2 separate regions of the Mus musculus genome follow, and region 2 is linked to region 1. A link is a contact called in public promoter capture Hi-C data. All regions are on one chromosome and are shown on one strand. Each heading gives the region's core, a stretch centred on a gene start, on an enhancer-like site or on the middle of the called end of the contact. The rest is flanking DNA. Distances are from core to core; before and after follow the strand shown. Region 1 holds the start of Htr5b (5-hydroxytryptamine (serotonin) receptor 5B). Region 2 holds the start of Ddx18 (DEAD box helicase 18).

Evidence for each region. Capture Hi-C pulls out chosen DNA fragments and counts their contacts.
Region 2: a contact with region 1 is called in a promoter capture Hi-C map of pancreatic islet. The contact joins the promoter of Ddx18 here to the promoter of Htr5b in region 1. A contact is called at or near these places in 2 of 39 promoter capture datasets (the HPC-7 cell line and embryonic stem cells), 1 of 484 Hi-C or Micro-C datasets (hematopoietic stem and progenitor cells), 3 of 115 datasets of contacts at active chromatin or transcription factors (bone marrow-derived macrophages and embryonic stem cells) and 3 of 9 other capture datasets (adipose tissue, liver and pancreatic islet).

The regions. Positions count from the first base shown.
Region 1 is chr1:121,524,338-121,531,362 of GRCm38.p6, forward strand. It overlaps Htr5b (5-hydroxytryptamine (serotonin) receptor 5B), which reads right to left and starts at 4,128. Exons shown (of 2, transcript NM_010483.3): 1 at 3,076-4,128. The coding sequence starts at 3,852.
Region 2 is chr1:121,565,839-121,573,079 of GRCm38.p6, forward strand. It overlaps Ddx18 (DEAD box helicase 18), which reads right to left and starts at 2,142. Exons shown (of 13, transcript NM_025860.3): 1 at 1,953-2,142; 2 at 43-330. The coding sequence starts at 2,037.

The DNA.
Region 1 (7,025 bases), core at 2,878-5,377:
TCATTTGAGTTCTTTTGTGATTGTGTTACCTCACTCAGGATGATGCCCTCCAGTCCATCCATTTGCCTAGGAATTTCATAAATTCATTCTTTTTAATAGCTGAGTAGTACTCCATTGTGTAAATGTACCACATTTTTTGTATCCATTCCTCTGTTGAGTTGACAGTGGAAAACTAATCATCAGCTATATGTGGAGGAGCACACCTTTTACCTCAGCTCTTGGCGGGCAGAGACAGGCAGATATCTGTGAGTTCAAAGCCAACCTGATCTACATAGAGTTCCAGGACAACCATTGCTTCGTCATGGTGGGAAACTATGATGCTAAGAGGAGGCGGTGCCTGGTCTAACTGCAGCCTCAGCCAGGAAGCAGAATGTGGGAGAAAAGAAGAGCTGGGAGATCAGAGGTCATTTCCCATGACCCATTTCTTCTGGGTAGGCTCTGCCTCTTCGCAACCTTCCCAAATAGCATCCCCAGCTGGGAGCCAGGTGTTGAAACCTATGAGCCTAAGGGAGACATTTCACTTTCAAACCACGAAGGAGATAATGCTCTGTGTTTTAGAAGTTGAGACCCAGAGTGGAGGAAAGCTTTCCACAGGCCCTACCACTAAAGAATAACTCAGCACAGTGCTGGACCTACCGGCTGGAATTCTCTCTCCCCATCACAGACTACTTCTGATAAGCCATCTCTTCATATCTGCTGTCTAAATGGGCTGTCTGAAGCAAATGGTAAAGGCGTGGGATGACACTAAGTGGCAGTGTGCTTGCCTGGCATGTACAGGGTCCTGGGCTTGATCCGCAGCAATGCAAAACCAAACCTAAAAAATAATAATAATGATAATAAAGACTGTTTCTTCTACCAAAATAAGGAATAAAATCAGACTTGGCAAGCCTTCTGGGCATCCATTCCACTGTGATTTTCCTAGGTGCATAACTGGATTGATGTAGCTATTAAAAGTCAGGCTCCCCCTGCAACCAGACAGAGAAGCTATAATCACCCCAGGCATTTCCGAGGGACCTTTCAAAGAACATCATTAATTCTGAATAAAGCTCTCCTTTCCAGCACTTTCCAATTATAGACTTGACATTCCTGTTTTGTGCTAAAAAAAAAAAATTCCTCTGCCATTTAATTAAACTGAAATGAATCTACTTTTAAAAGCTCATATACATGTCTGGTAGCCTAGTATCTGAGCTGACTTGGAAAAGTAAGACAAACAACAGCCTTTCTTAGCTTGTTCATTTTGACCCTTTTGTATTTGTGTGTATGTGCACATGGGTATGTTTGCTCCCTATCATAGTTCCAGGCAGGGTCTCTCTTTAAACCTGCAGCTCCTTGATTCAGCTAGACTGGTGGTCAGCCGCTCATCATGACCAGGACAATGTAGTTATCTTTGTGTTCTTCAGTTGGTGGGGTCTTCCTCGGGGGAAGACTGGGGGTGTGACTCAGTTGGTAGAATGCTTGCCCAGCATGCATAAAGCTGTAGGTTTCATTCCCAGAACCACACAAAGCAGGAATGGTGGTACTGCCTCTGACTTCCACACTTTTGGGGGTGAAGGAGGAAGGATCAGAATTTCAAGGTCATCCTTTGTCACTCAGGAAGTTCCATGCCAGCTTGCAATACCTGAGACCCTGCCTTAAAAATATTCAATTGTTAAAAACTAGTAACCTACGTGTTTAAAAATGAGGAAAAGGAGACACACAAGTATTAATGGATGTCTGGAATGGAAACTACAACCCAGGTTCTCTCTCCCAAATCTCCAGGAGACATCTCTGGGATTGGGATAAGTAAACAAAGGGACACACACAGAGACACACACACATAGACACAGACACACACAGACACACAGACACACACACACACACACACACACAGAGAGAGAGAGAGAGAGAGAGAGAGAGAGAGAGAGAGAGAGAAGGGGGGGTTGGGAAGTGGCTTATAGAGTTTTAGAATCTGGTCACTGTGAAGAAGAACCTGGGGTCAATGACAATAAAGAGTGACAGCTACAGGTATTTCTTTACTTATATTAACGTAATTGACATTCCACAGAAGTCCAGGACAGTCTAGTCTAGCCAGGATCAAGAAGATGGCAACTCCAGACCTGATGTGGACAGAGCCACTCCAGGATCGAAGGAATGATGACTGCTGCTAAGTATTGGTGTGTGTGTGTGTGTGTGTGTGTGTGTGTGTGTGTGTGTAACATTTACGAGTTTGTGTGCATGTGTGGTCCACATGGAGCTCAGAGGACAACTCTCAGGGATAGAGCTCAAGCTGTCTTGGCTGCCTAAGACCAGCTAGGTAGATAGGACTTGATCACTATCAAGAAAGACAGGCTGGGGATGTAGCTGAGTTGGTAGAGAGTTGCTTCCGGTACAGGAAACCCCGGAGTTCCATTCCCTTCCTCTCCCTCCACCACCCCACCCCCGCCCCAATTCAAGGAGATTGGTAATGCATGCCTGTAATCCTCCACTTGAGGCCAGGGGATTAGAAGTCCACGGTGGGTTTTTTGTTTGTTTGTTTGTTTGTTTTGTTTTGTTTTGTTTTTCGAGACAGGGTTTCTCTGTATAGCCCTGGCTGTCCTGGAACTCACTCTGTAGACCAGGCTGGCCTCGAACTCAGAAATCCACTTGCTTCTGCCTCCTGAGTGCTGGGATTAGAAGTCCAAGGTTATACTTTTCCATAAAAAGTTGGAGTTCAATCTGGGCCTCATGAGACCCCGTCTCAAAACAACACACACACACACACACACACACTCACACACACACACACACACACACACACACGAGGTTTGGAGGCTCCAGAGCTAGTTCTCATGTACAAGTTTAGAAAATAATTTTCACAGGTGCATATCCCGCAGGTGGTTCTCTAGAAATACAAGCGCTAAGCCACCCCACGAGCTCAAGAGCAGATGGCCTTCTCCCGCGCTCCAGATGCGACATTTCCTCTCCTCTCTTACACACCAAAGTCCAAACTCCGTTCTACTCTTCCATTTTCTATTTTTATTTCTTTCCAGGACCCTTCCTCCGCACTACCCCCACCCCCACATCCACACCGAGAAATCCACAAAGAGTCCCTGTTACCTGCGTGGTGGCAGGAAGCGGTACCACCGCCCGCCGTCTGCGGCCGAATCGAAATTTGGCGGCTTTGTATATTTTCCAGTAGACGAAGAGCACCACCGCCAGAGGCAGGTAGAAGGCTCCGCAGGTGGAGAAGACAGCATAGGAGGGCTCCTGGCTCACCTGGCAACGCTGCAGCCGAGCATCATAGGCTTCGCCCCAGCCAAAAAGCAGCGGGGCGAGAGCAATGAGCGCGGACAGTGCCCAGGTGATCGCGATCATGAGCGCAGAAGCACGGCTCCGGGTGCGCAGCGTGTACTGCAGGTGGCGCGTGATAGTCCAGTAGCGATCCAGGGCGATGGCCGCCACGTTCCAGATGCTGGCGGTGCAGCACAACACGTCGAAGGAGATCCACACGTGGCACAGACTCCTGCCTAGCTGCCAACGTCGCCCAACGGACAACTCGCTCACCAGGCTCAGAGGCATCACCAGAGCCGCCACCAGGACATCCGAGACGGCTGTCGAGGCCACCAAGTTATGTGGCACGCGGTGGAAGGCGCGGACACGCAGGATAGTCACCAGAACTAGCAGATTCCATAAGAAAGTGGCAACGATCAGCAACACCAGTAGAGTCACCACAAGCACGGTGAAAGCAGAGAAGGGCGGCTCGCGGCCAGGCAAGATGAGCCCACCTGGGGTGGATCCCATGCTCCTGCCGGAACTTGGGCTGTCACTGCAGCTCTCGGGTCCCGGAGGAAAGGCAAGGCCGGGAGTGGCGCCTGAGAGGTTAGAAACTTCCATTATTCAGGGACTTGGGCTCTGGGGCAGGAGATGTGCCCGTGGTTGCATGAACTGTGGATAGGTGGCGAAGCAAGAGAAGCAAGAGAGGCACTCCGCGCGCCCAGCAACGCAAAAAGATGTCCAAACCGCGCCACCCTTGTCCCTTTTCCAAACTGCAGCCTCCTTTTGGCGCTTCTTTTGGCCTTTTTCGTGGACCCTCTTTTCCAGATGAGACTCCTTAGTCCAGCTTTGCCCAGCGCATCAAACCGACTGCAGAGGATTGGGGACTGGTGCCTGGGCTCAATAGAGACCTTCCCTGAATGGTTGCTGGAACCAAAGGGCTCCTCGTGTGGGCTGAAATGGGCGGAGGAGTTTTGGAGCCTCCACCAATAGGAGCTGTAGCTGTAGCGCAGTACTAGCGGTCTCCCACCTCCGAGGGGCGGAGAGAAAGCTAGCAGCGGTCGCCTCAGGGAAAAGTTGTTAACATCCTGTTGGAATTCCATAGCTACCACCTCCGCAGATCCCTCAAGTGGACTTGTTGGTTCTGTTAGACACTGAGACATTGTTGGGCTACCAGCCAAAGGCATTGTGGTTTCCTGGAGCCCTGATTCTACCTGTATCCAGAGTAAGAGTCCCAAATATTGGAGTGCATGAAACAGAAAGTTCTGCTCCCCAGCTGTTAGGTGCTAGGTGCTCAGTGCTCTGTGCTCCATCCCAGCTGCTTGGTGCCCAACTCATAGGGAGGGTTTCTTGGACCTTGCAGTTTATCCCTTAGTTTTATGCTAACAACTCCAGGCTGAAGCTGTTGGACAGAGATCTAGAAGAGGGACAGTTTCCAACCTGCTTGCCATGTCTAACTTCAGGTGCTCCACCTCCTTTTGGTTTCTAATAGTCTACTATCCTCTTCCAGTTTAAACCTGAGGTTTTATTGTTGCAACTTTGTTTCTTGTGGTGCTGGGGATGAAGGCAGGGGTCTTGTCCAGGATAGGCAGGCACCCCACCCCGCAGCTACTCTCATTTACCCTTGGGTAAAGGAAAACGGCACTTACGTGAAATTCTCTTCACCCTCCTCCAACATCCCCATTCCATTTTCAATCTCATTCTTTAAATTACTTTTACGTGTGTGTGTGCGTGTGCGTGTGCGTGTGCGTGTGTGTGTGTGTGTGTGAGAGAGAGAGAGAGAGAGAGAGAGAGAGAGAGATCATGAGGAGGTCAGAGAAAAACTAAAGGAAGTCAGTTGTTCCTGTCCACCGTGTGGATTCCAGGGATGGAACTCAGAGCTAGGGAATTCAGATCTTCAGGCTTGGTGCCAACTGTTTTGACCCAGTGAACCATCTTGCAGGCCCCAGTCTCATACTTTAAAAAAGCATATCAAGTTGGATGTGGTAGCATACACCTTTCTTTAATCCCAGCACTCAGGAAGCAGAGGCAGTTTTGAAGCCAGCCTGACCTACACAGTCAGCTCCAAGACAGCTGGGACCACAGAAAAACCCTGCCTCAGAAGCAAGCAAACAAACAAACAAACAAATAATAAAAAGTATATCAAAGTATATTGTATGAAAAAGTCTTAAGTAAAAATAATTGGCTATTTTAAGAGCATAATGTGATTACTCTAAAGCTGTGGCTGTTGGTGGGAGTCAAACAGAAACTTGAGATAGCATCCTTAAGGTTGGAACAAAGGTCAGACGGTTGAGGGTTCACCTAGCATATCAGTCTCGTATGCTGGTGTGTATATGGTTGCAATCCCAGCAGTTGGCTGGGGGTGGGGGTGGAGGTAGTTGGATCAGAAATTCAAAGCTGTCTTCTAATGTACATAGCTATTCATAGTAATATGCATAGCTATACCTCTAATAGACATAACTATACCTAGTAAGTAAGGTCAAAGCCAGATGAGCAAGACTTTTTCTGGTTTTCTTTCTGTTGCTGTGATAAATACCCTAACAAAAGCAACCTTAAGTGGGAAAGGATTTATCCGTGGCCCATCATTGCTAAGCAGTGATCCTCCAGGATCCTGCAGGATCCTGCAGGAGCTTGGGACAAGCAGGGAGAAATGAATACAGGGTTGGAGAGTGTCCAAGTAGCTTTTCCTTCTTTCCTACACCCCAAGACCTAAACCCAGGATTGGTGCTGCCCTCTTTCAAGCTGTGACTTCCTATACCACTTGAGGTAGTCAAGAAAATTCCCCATAGACAAGCCCGTAGGTCAAGCTGATGTAGAAAAATCCTCACAGCAACTCTCTTCTCAAAAGGTAATTATACATTTTGCCAGTTGAACCTGGTCATCAAGAGCCTGTCACAAAACAAACAATAACAAAACTCAGTGTCTATGCCTATGGTCTTTTAGGGACAAAGGAGGCCAAGCAAGCGATGTGTTGGAAGAGTTAGTGGCCTCTGCACCCTGTCAGTGACCTCCCAAGATGATGACCCAGAAAGGCCTGCTAGGCTAGAGCAAGCAAAGTGCCTTCCCCCAGCTCCTCATTCCTGTTTTGTGTGGTGTGGTGTGCTGTGGTGTGGTGTGCTGTGGTGTGGTGTGTATACCCATGTATGCATGTTTACATGTGTGTGAGTGTGTGTGCCACAGTTGACATCAGCAATGAGCTTCAATCTCTTTTCTACCTTATTTACTGAGTCGAGGTCTCTCATAATATGGCTATTTTCTGTTGCCAGCTTTCTCTGCCAGCTCTACCTCTTCCATCTGCCATTATAGGTCACTACACCCAACCTGCATTTACACGGGCTCTGGGGAATCCAAATTCCAGTCCTCACAACTGTGTGACTAATGCTTTAATTGCTGAGACATCTCCCCAGCCCTAGTTTGAAAAGAAAATGAACGTTTTTCTCTGATTCTTCCAGAAGCTCCATCCCTGATTCCTGGGATGACCTGCAGGTATGTGATAAAAAGATTTTGTGTCAGGACACATTCATAGCTGTGCTGGGCCACACACAGCCTATAACTGCGGGCTGGACATTGGGCTATTTTGTGGAATTGAGAGGAATCCTTTAAGAGAAATACTTTTGCAGTGATACCCTAGCCATCCTACTGAAAAAAGAGTGAGAATGTTAAAAGATAGAAAAATTCACCTTGCGCCAAAGCCATGATATGTTTTTATTCTTAGCCTTTGCTCCTCTCTCCGCATACATTTTTCATGCCCCAAATCAATTTTTTATTTCGCTCATTTCCCTTAACATTTTTCA
Region 2 (7,241 bases), core at 892-3,391, 40 kb after region 1:
GAATGACCAATATTAAAACAAAACAAAACACCAAAAACCTACCAGGCCCGGCATCATTTGCCATTTTCCTCTTTTTCTTCTTTTTCTTTTTTACTTCTGAATCAGGAGGTGGTGTTGGTGCTGCTTCTCCGTTGGCTAAAGTTGTGAGTTTCTGGGGTGACTTTTTAACTTTGCCATTTTCCAAGGTCTCCTCAGGCATGCCTCCACTTTGTGCTTCTGCTGAGTCCACAGGCACAGAACGTTTCAGGGCCTTTTTCACTTTTCCACCTTTTCCTGTTTCTTTAGGCACATCTCCATTTTGAGGTTGGGACAGGCTTGTGTCTGATGTTTCTGTTTAAAAACAGAACTTACACTGTGACAAGAGAAAGCTTACTTATAAACACTGACCTTCACAGGAGAAATTATGGGTTTTCTGGAACCCCAATCATTTAGTTTTTCTTGTATGTTCACTGTTAAAACCAAATATTGGTACTCTATTATAGAAAAGGCACATTTTCTTTATGGAAAAAAAAAATGTCAGTAAAGGAAAGTTGTTTTAACTTCAAAAGACCCTATCTGTTTACGGCTATATAGAAATTTGTGACAGAAAAATGTCAGCAAGATCACATAATTAAATCAAATGATTAGTAAACAGCAATGAGGAGAAATATATATTTTAACATTAAGCATTTGGCCTGCTGGTGTTGGCACACACCTTTAGTCCTAGTACATGAAAGGCAGAAGCTGGTGGATCTCTATGAGTTTGAGGCCAGCCTGGTATACAGAGCTAGTACTGGAACAGCCACGGCCAAGTGTCTGATAAATATAACTGAATGATATTTACTTCGCATTCCCACAATTATTACTTATATAATTTCACTTCATTCAAACCCAACTTTCCTAGACTTTGGTGAACTGAAAATTCAGTAAACGAAAACCACTCATTAAAACCCTATTAAAGCCCCAAACTATCCTCACAAGTTTTCCATTTTCATACAAAGAGAATGAAGGCAACACCATCTTTAATTTACATCATTACCCACACCAAGAAGTAGCTACTAAGTAGCATTAATTATTCTACAGGTACTAAGTGAAGGAACATCAATACTTTTGCCTAAAATCCACCATCCCCTCTGGGATGTCTTTCAAATACTATCTGTTGAAAATTGCGTGGGTCTAGACAATTATTCAGCGATCCTCAACATACTGATCTCTCGACCCCCCAACCCCCACTACAGTTGTCTCATACCAGATATTTACATTACGATTCATAATAGCAAAATTACAGCCATGAAGTAGCAACGAGGTTATTTTATGGTGTGTGTGTGTCAACACAATATGAGGAACTGTATTAAAGGGGTACAGCATTACAAAGGCTAAGAACCCCTACAGGTAGGTAACCTAAACAAGCTACAGAAACTGCAACAAGAAAGTGACATGTGTAAATTTTTCATTTAAGCCCTTGTGCCAAAACCAAGACGTTAAGGAATTCACTAAGTTGTGCGCGACAAAAAACACTGGGAGGGTTCTGCCTAACATATGAAGAGGATCGCTGCAGGAATGAAAAGAACGGGTTTGGGGGAGAGAGCTGTATCACTGGGAAAGCTCCGAGGAAAACAATTCGTAAGTTTGGGCAGGGGATGAGATCGAGCAATTAAGTGAAAGTCGGGAACCGTAATGGATACAAAGTTCTACGTGGGGACTAAAGATGCTGATGGGGGGGTCTAGGGTAATCTGCAGGTTTTCTTGCCAATAGAAAGTTGGGGAAGAAAGTCCGAGGCCTCCCGCTTTCACCCTGAGTCGAGAAAGCCACGCCGGCAAAGGGCAGAACCAATGAAGGGTCCACGGGGGCTGGGACCCAGGCGGCCTGCTCGTGCCGCGCATCCCCGGCTCCCGCCGGAAGCTGCCCAGCGCACCGCCGAGTTCCTGGGTTCCCCACGTCGTTCGCCAGTGCGGGGTTCAGCACAGCTCACCTTGCAGCTTCAGGTTTCGCTGCCGCAGCTTGGCATTCCGCTTCTCGATCTTCCTGCGCAGGAGTTTCATCTGTAACTGCGACATCTTGCCAGGCCGCCCAGCCGTCTGCACCGAGACAGATGCACGTGCGCAATTGCAAGTCGGAAGTGTACCGCTGGAGCCTGCGGACCCGCGGGGCGGAAATGCTTCGGGCGGAAACAGTTCCTGGTGAGAGCTGGGTTCCCTTTGGAGACCGAATTTCCTGCAGCGCCCCCTGGCGACTGGAGGACGACTCGTTGTGAACCCGTTCGCCTTGCTAATGGCCCCAGAGTTTTACAAACCAAGACTGCACAATAAAAAAGCCGATTGGAAGACGGAATTCCTTGTGGCTCAGAAGAGTCTCTTTCCCTTCACTGCTAGAGAGGTGCCAGTATCCTGTCAGAAGAGGTTTAAGTCTTAAAACCTTCTTGGGAGACGGGGATGGTGGTGTTCACCTTTAGTCTCAGCGTGAGGGAGGCAAGAGCAAGTGGATCTCTGAGCTGAGACCAGCCTGGTCCACAGGGCAGCACTCCACCCCTCCACCCCAGTGCCTTCCAAACAAAACAAAAAGACTAAAGAAACAAAAACAAAAACCCAACAACAAACCCACTTCAATTTGGACCCTGTATCACACAAACGTCTTTTCTCACCGTATAGTTTTCCCTCAATTTTTCAGGGCGTTGCACTCTTCTTTTCTTTTCTTTTCTTTTCTTTTCTTTTCTTTTCTTTTCTTTTCTTTTCTTTTCTTTTCTTTTCTTTTTTTCTCTTTTCTTTTCTTTTCTTTTTTTCTCTTCTCTTCTCTTCTCTTCTCTTCTCTTCTCTTCTCTTCTCGTCTCTTTCTTTCTTTCTTTTTCTTTCTTTCTTTCACTTTTGTGCTAGTTTGCGGTAGATGTATGGTGAATGACATAGGTAAAACACTGAATTTTTACACAACTTCCACGAAGACAGAAACACAGTTACAGAAAACATACCGACAGGGAAGTTCGTGCGCTGCCTGAGAAAGATCCTGGTTTCAGGATGGACATTTGGGTGATGTCTTCCTTCAGCCTCCATTGTGCATAGATTGTGTGTGTGTGTGTGTGTGTGTGTGTGTGTGTGTGTGTGTGTGTGTGTGTGTGTGTGACAGAGAGAGAGAGAGAGAGAGAGAGAGAGAGAGAGAGAGAGAGAGAGAGAGAGTCAGCAGTCAGTCAGTCCCGGGATGGGCATGCAGATAGAGTCTTTAATTCAGTATTGCAGTTCTGGGTATTGAACCCAGGGCCTCTTTCATGTCAGTCACCATTCAATGGAGCTACACATTACTCCTAAGTCTATAGAAGTATTATAATTGGGGCTGAGGAGATGCCTTAGTCTATAAAGTGATTGCCTTGCAAATACAAGCCCTGAGTTCCATCTACCTCTCATAGGAAGAAAGCCAGTTGTACTGGTGCTCAGAGGCCAGCATCCCTGTAAGACCAGGTCTAGGAGAAACCATGTCTCAAGATGGATAGTGACTGACATCTGTGATGGCTATTCTTGTTGTCAAATTGACTACCTCTGGAATGAACTACAATCCAGAAAAGGAGGGCACACCCGTGAAAGATTATTTTTCTTGGTCTAAAGTGGGTGAATACACTTCTAGTTCAGACCTTTGAGGGAAGAAGACAAACACATTTGATCTGGATCTTAAGGCTGGAAGGTACACATTTAATCTGGGCCACATCTTCCACTGGAAGGTATAAGGACATGAACATGGTCTTTGCCTGCTTGCCTTGGTCTTGCTAGCCCATCTTTTCTTCACTGGCATTAGAACCTACTTCTTTGGGATTTCAGCATATACTGAAGACCAACTGAGACCACCTTGTGGCCTGAGCAACTACTGGATTCTTGGACTTTCTGTTCACAGCTAGCCACTGCTGGATTAGCTGGTCTGCAGTCTGTAAGTCATTCCAATAAATTCTATCCTGTCTGTCTGTCTATCTATCTATCTATCTATCTATCTATCTATCTATCTATCTATGTAGAGTCATCCTATTAAATTCTGTTACTTCAAAGAACTCTGACATCCAAGGATATCCTTTGATGAAAACACACATGCACAAACATGCGCGCGCGCACACACACACACACACACACACACACACAGGGGTGGAGTGGAGAACATTTAAATTACACAACTATGCTTTACCCATGCTATTCTTTGAAATTTCTCCTGGGATCCTTGAACCAAGAATAGTGTCGTAAAGTAAAATGTAGATTCTTATATTTTAATCAGAGAAGAAGGGCTTTGATTCATGGGATAAATCAGTCTGTTGTACCAACACCTTAGAATCGTTAGAAGTAATGATCACACTTGCTCTAATCTCTGAAATAAGGCTCTTTCTTTACCTTTGTTGTTGTTGTTATTGTTGAACTGAAGATTAAATCCTGGTCTTTAGGCATAATGGCAGGAATCATATCCCCAGAACACACGAAGTGATCGTCTATGATCTTTTCAATACCATTTTCTACAAAATTCACCACTCTATAGTATATAGGAGTCTTCAAAGTGCTGCATTACTGTAAATATTCTATAAATTAGCATGCCATGCTGCTATTTCACAGCCTGGTTGTCTTTAGGCAATCAAATGGCTGTTGCCTGTAGGGTCACAAAAGCTATAGGGCTAGAACAGACTAAATTTGAAATATTTTCTTTGTGTGTGTGTTTGTGTGCACTTGGGCATGTGTATATGTGTGCAGGTGCCTATGGAGGGCACAAATCAATGACCTGTGTCTTCTTCAATAGCAAGTCTGTTTTATTGTTTTGAAACAAGAGTCTGTCACTGAGTGGAGAATTCACTGGTTCCCCCGGACTCTCTGCCTACACTTTCCAGGAATCTTTCTGTCTCTGTCCACGAGTTTCACGACTACAGATGTCTACTGCTAGTCTGCCGTTTACTTGGTTGACGGATTCAGACTCAGGTCCTTATGCTTGCACAGCAGGTACTTTACAAATGAGCTGTCTCCTCCGCCTCTCACAAATGATATTCCAGTCACTCTCCATGAAAAACTAGGAACAGAAATATTCAGGATTCAGCGACAAATCCAGATGGAACATATTTTTGTGTCTTTGAAAGTTTGATGTTTATTGCTGAGCTCATCCTTTACAGGGATATCTGGTTACTTTAAAATTAATTGTTGCATGGTCATGGTGGCACATGGCCTTTAATCCCAGCACTCAGGACACAGATCTCTGTGAATTCAAGGACAGCATGGTCTACAGAGCAGGTCTAGGACAGGCAGGGTTACACAGAAAAAATCTGTCTTGATAAACAAAAACAAAACAAAAAATTAATTGTTTATCTCTGGGCTGTGCACTCTGAACACAATTTATATCAAGTATTTATTAGACATTTGAGCACATTCATAATTAGTTATTGCGTTTGTATCTGAATTGTAGGTTTTGACCTATCATTAAAAATTGTAACATAGTAGGTGTTGTATTTTATACAAAAAAGAAAGAACCGATCGGCGGGAGACATCTTGGTTCCTGGATTCCACCAAGACTAGTCTGCACAGGTGAGAGTGTGGACTATAGAAGCTAACAGCTTCTGGGACAGGCAGGAGGCACAGAGCTTCTTAGGCAGCCCCCTTTTCAGGCTCCAGACATCCGGGCACCTTCCTTGCCAGAGGATAGGTGTCCGCCCGGCCTGGGAGGGCTTTGCAGGAGCACCTGGGGGAGCCATCTTGATTCCCGGATCCCTCTGAGACTAGTCTGTGCAGGTGAGAGTGTGGACTACAGAGGCTAACAGCTTCTGTGACAGGCCGAAGCAACACATCTTCTGGGACAGGTCCTGTTTTGGGCCTTCATCTTCGGCCAGGAGGGAGGTCCGAAAACCAGATATCTGTGCACCTTCCCTGTAAGAGGAGAGCTTGCCAGCAGAGAGTGCTCTGACCACTGAAACTCAGAGGAGAGAGCTAGTTTCCCAGGTCTGCTGATAGAGCCTAACAGAATCACGAGAGGAACAATCTGTAACCAGAGACAACTATAACAACCAACTCCAGAGATTACCAGATGGCGAAAGGCAAATGTAAGAATCTTACTAACAGAAACCAAGACCACTCACCATCATCAGAACCCAGCACTCCCACCTCGCCCAGTCCAGGGCACCCCAACACACCTGAAAAGCTAGACCCGGATTTAAAAGCATATCTCATGATGATGGTAGAGGACATCAAGAAGGACTTTAATAAATCACTTAAATAAATACAGGAGAACACTGCTAAACAGGTAGAAGACCTTAAAGAGGAAGCACAAAAATTTCTTAAAGAATTGCAGGAAAACATGACCAAACAGGTGATGGAATTGAATAAAACCATCCAAGACCTAAAAAGGGAAGTAGACACAATAAAGAAAACCCAAAGTTAGGCAATGCTGGAGATAGAAACCCTAGGAAAGAAATCTGGAACCATAGATGCAAGCATCAGCAACAGAATACAAGAGATGGAAAAGACAATCTCAGGTGCAGAAGATTCCATAGAAAACATCAGCACAACAATCAAAGAAAATGGAAAATGCAAAAAGATCCTAACTCAAAACATCCAAGAAATCCAGGACACAAAGAGAAGATCAAACCTACGGATAATAGGAGTAGATGATTTTCAACTCAAAGGACCAGCAAATATCTTCAACAAAATTATAGAAGAAAACTTCCCAAACCTAAAGAAAGAGATGCCCATGAACCTACAAGAAGCCTACAGAACTCCAAATAGACAGGACCAGAAAAGAAATCCTCCCGACACATAATAATCAGAATAACAAATGCACTAAATAAAGACAGAATATTAAAAGCAGTACGGGAAAAAGGTCAAGTAAGATATAAAGGCAAGCCTATCAGAATTACACCAGAATTTTCACCAGAGACTATGAAAGCCAGAAGAGCCTGGACAGATGTTATACAGACACTAAGAGAACACAAATGCAGGCCCAGGCTACTATACCCAGCCAAACTTTCAATTACCTCAGATGGAGAAAAAAAAGTATTCCATGACAGAACCAAATTCACACATTATCTTTCCATGAATCCAGCCCTTCAAAGGATAAAAACAGAAAAAACCAATACAACGACAGAAACCATGCCCTAGAAAAAGCAAGAAAGTAATCCTTCAACAAACCAAAAAGAAGACAGGCACAAGAACAGAATACCAACTTTAACAACAAAAATAATAGGAAGCAGCAATTACATTTCCTTAATATCTCTTAATATCAATGGACTCAATTCCCCAATAAAAAGACATAGACTAACAGACTGGCT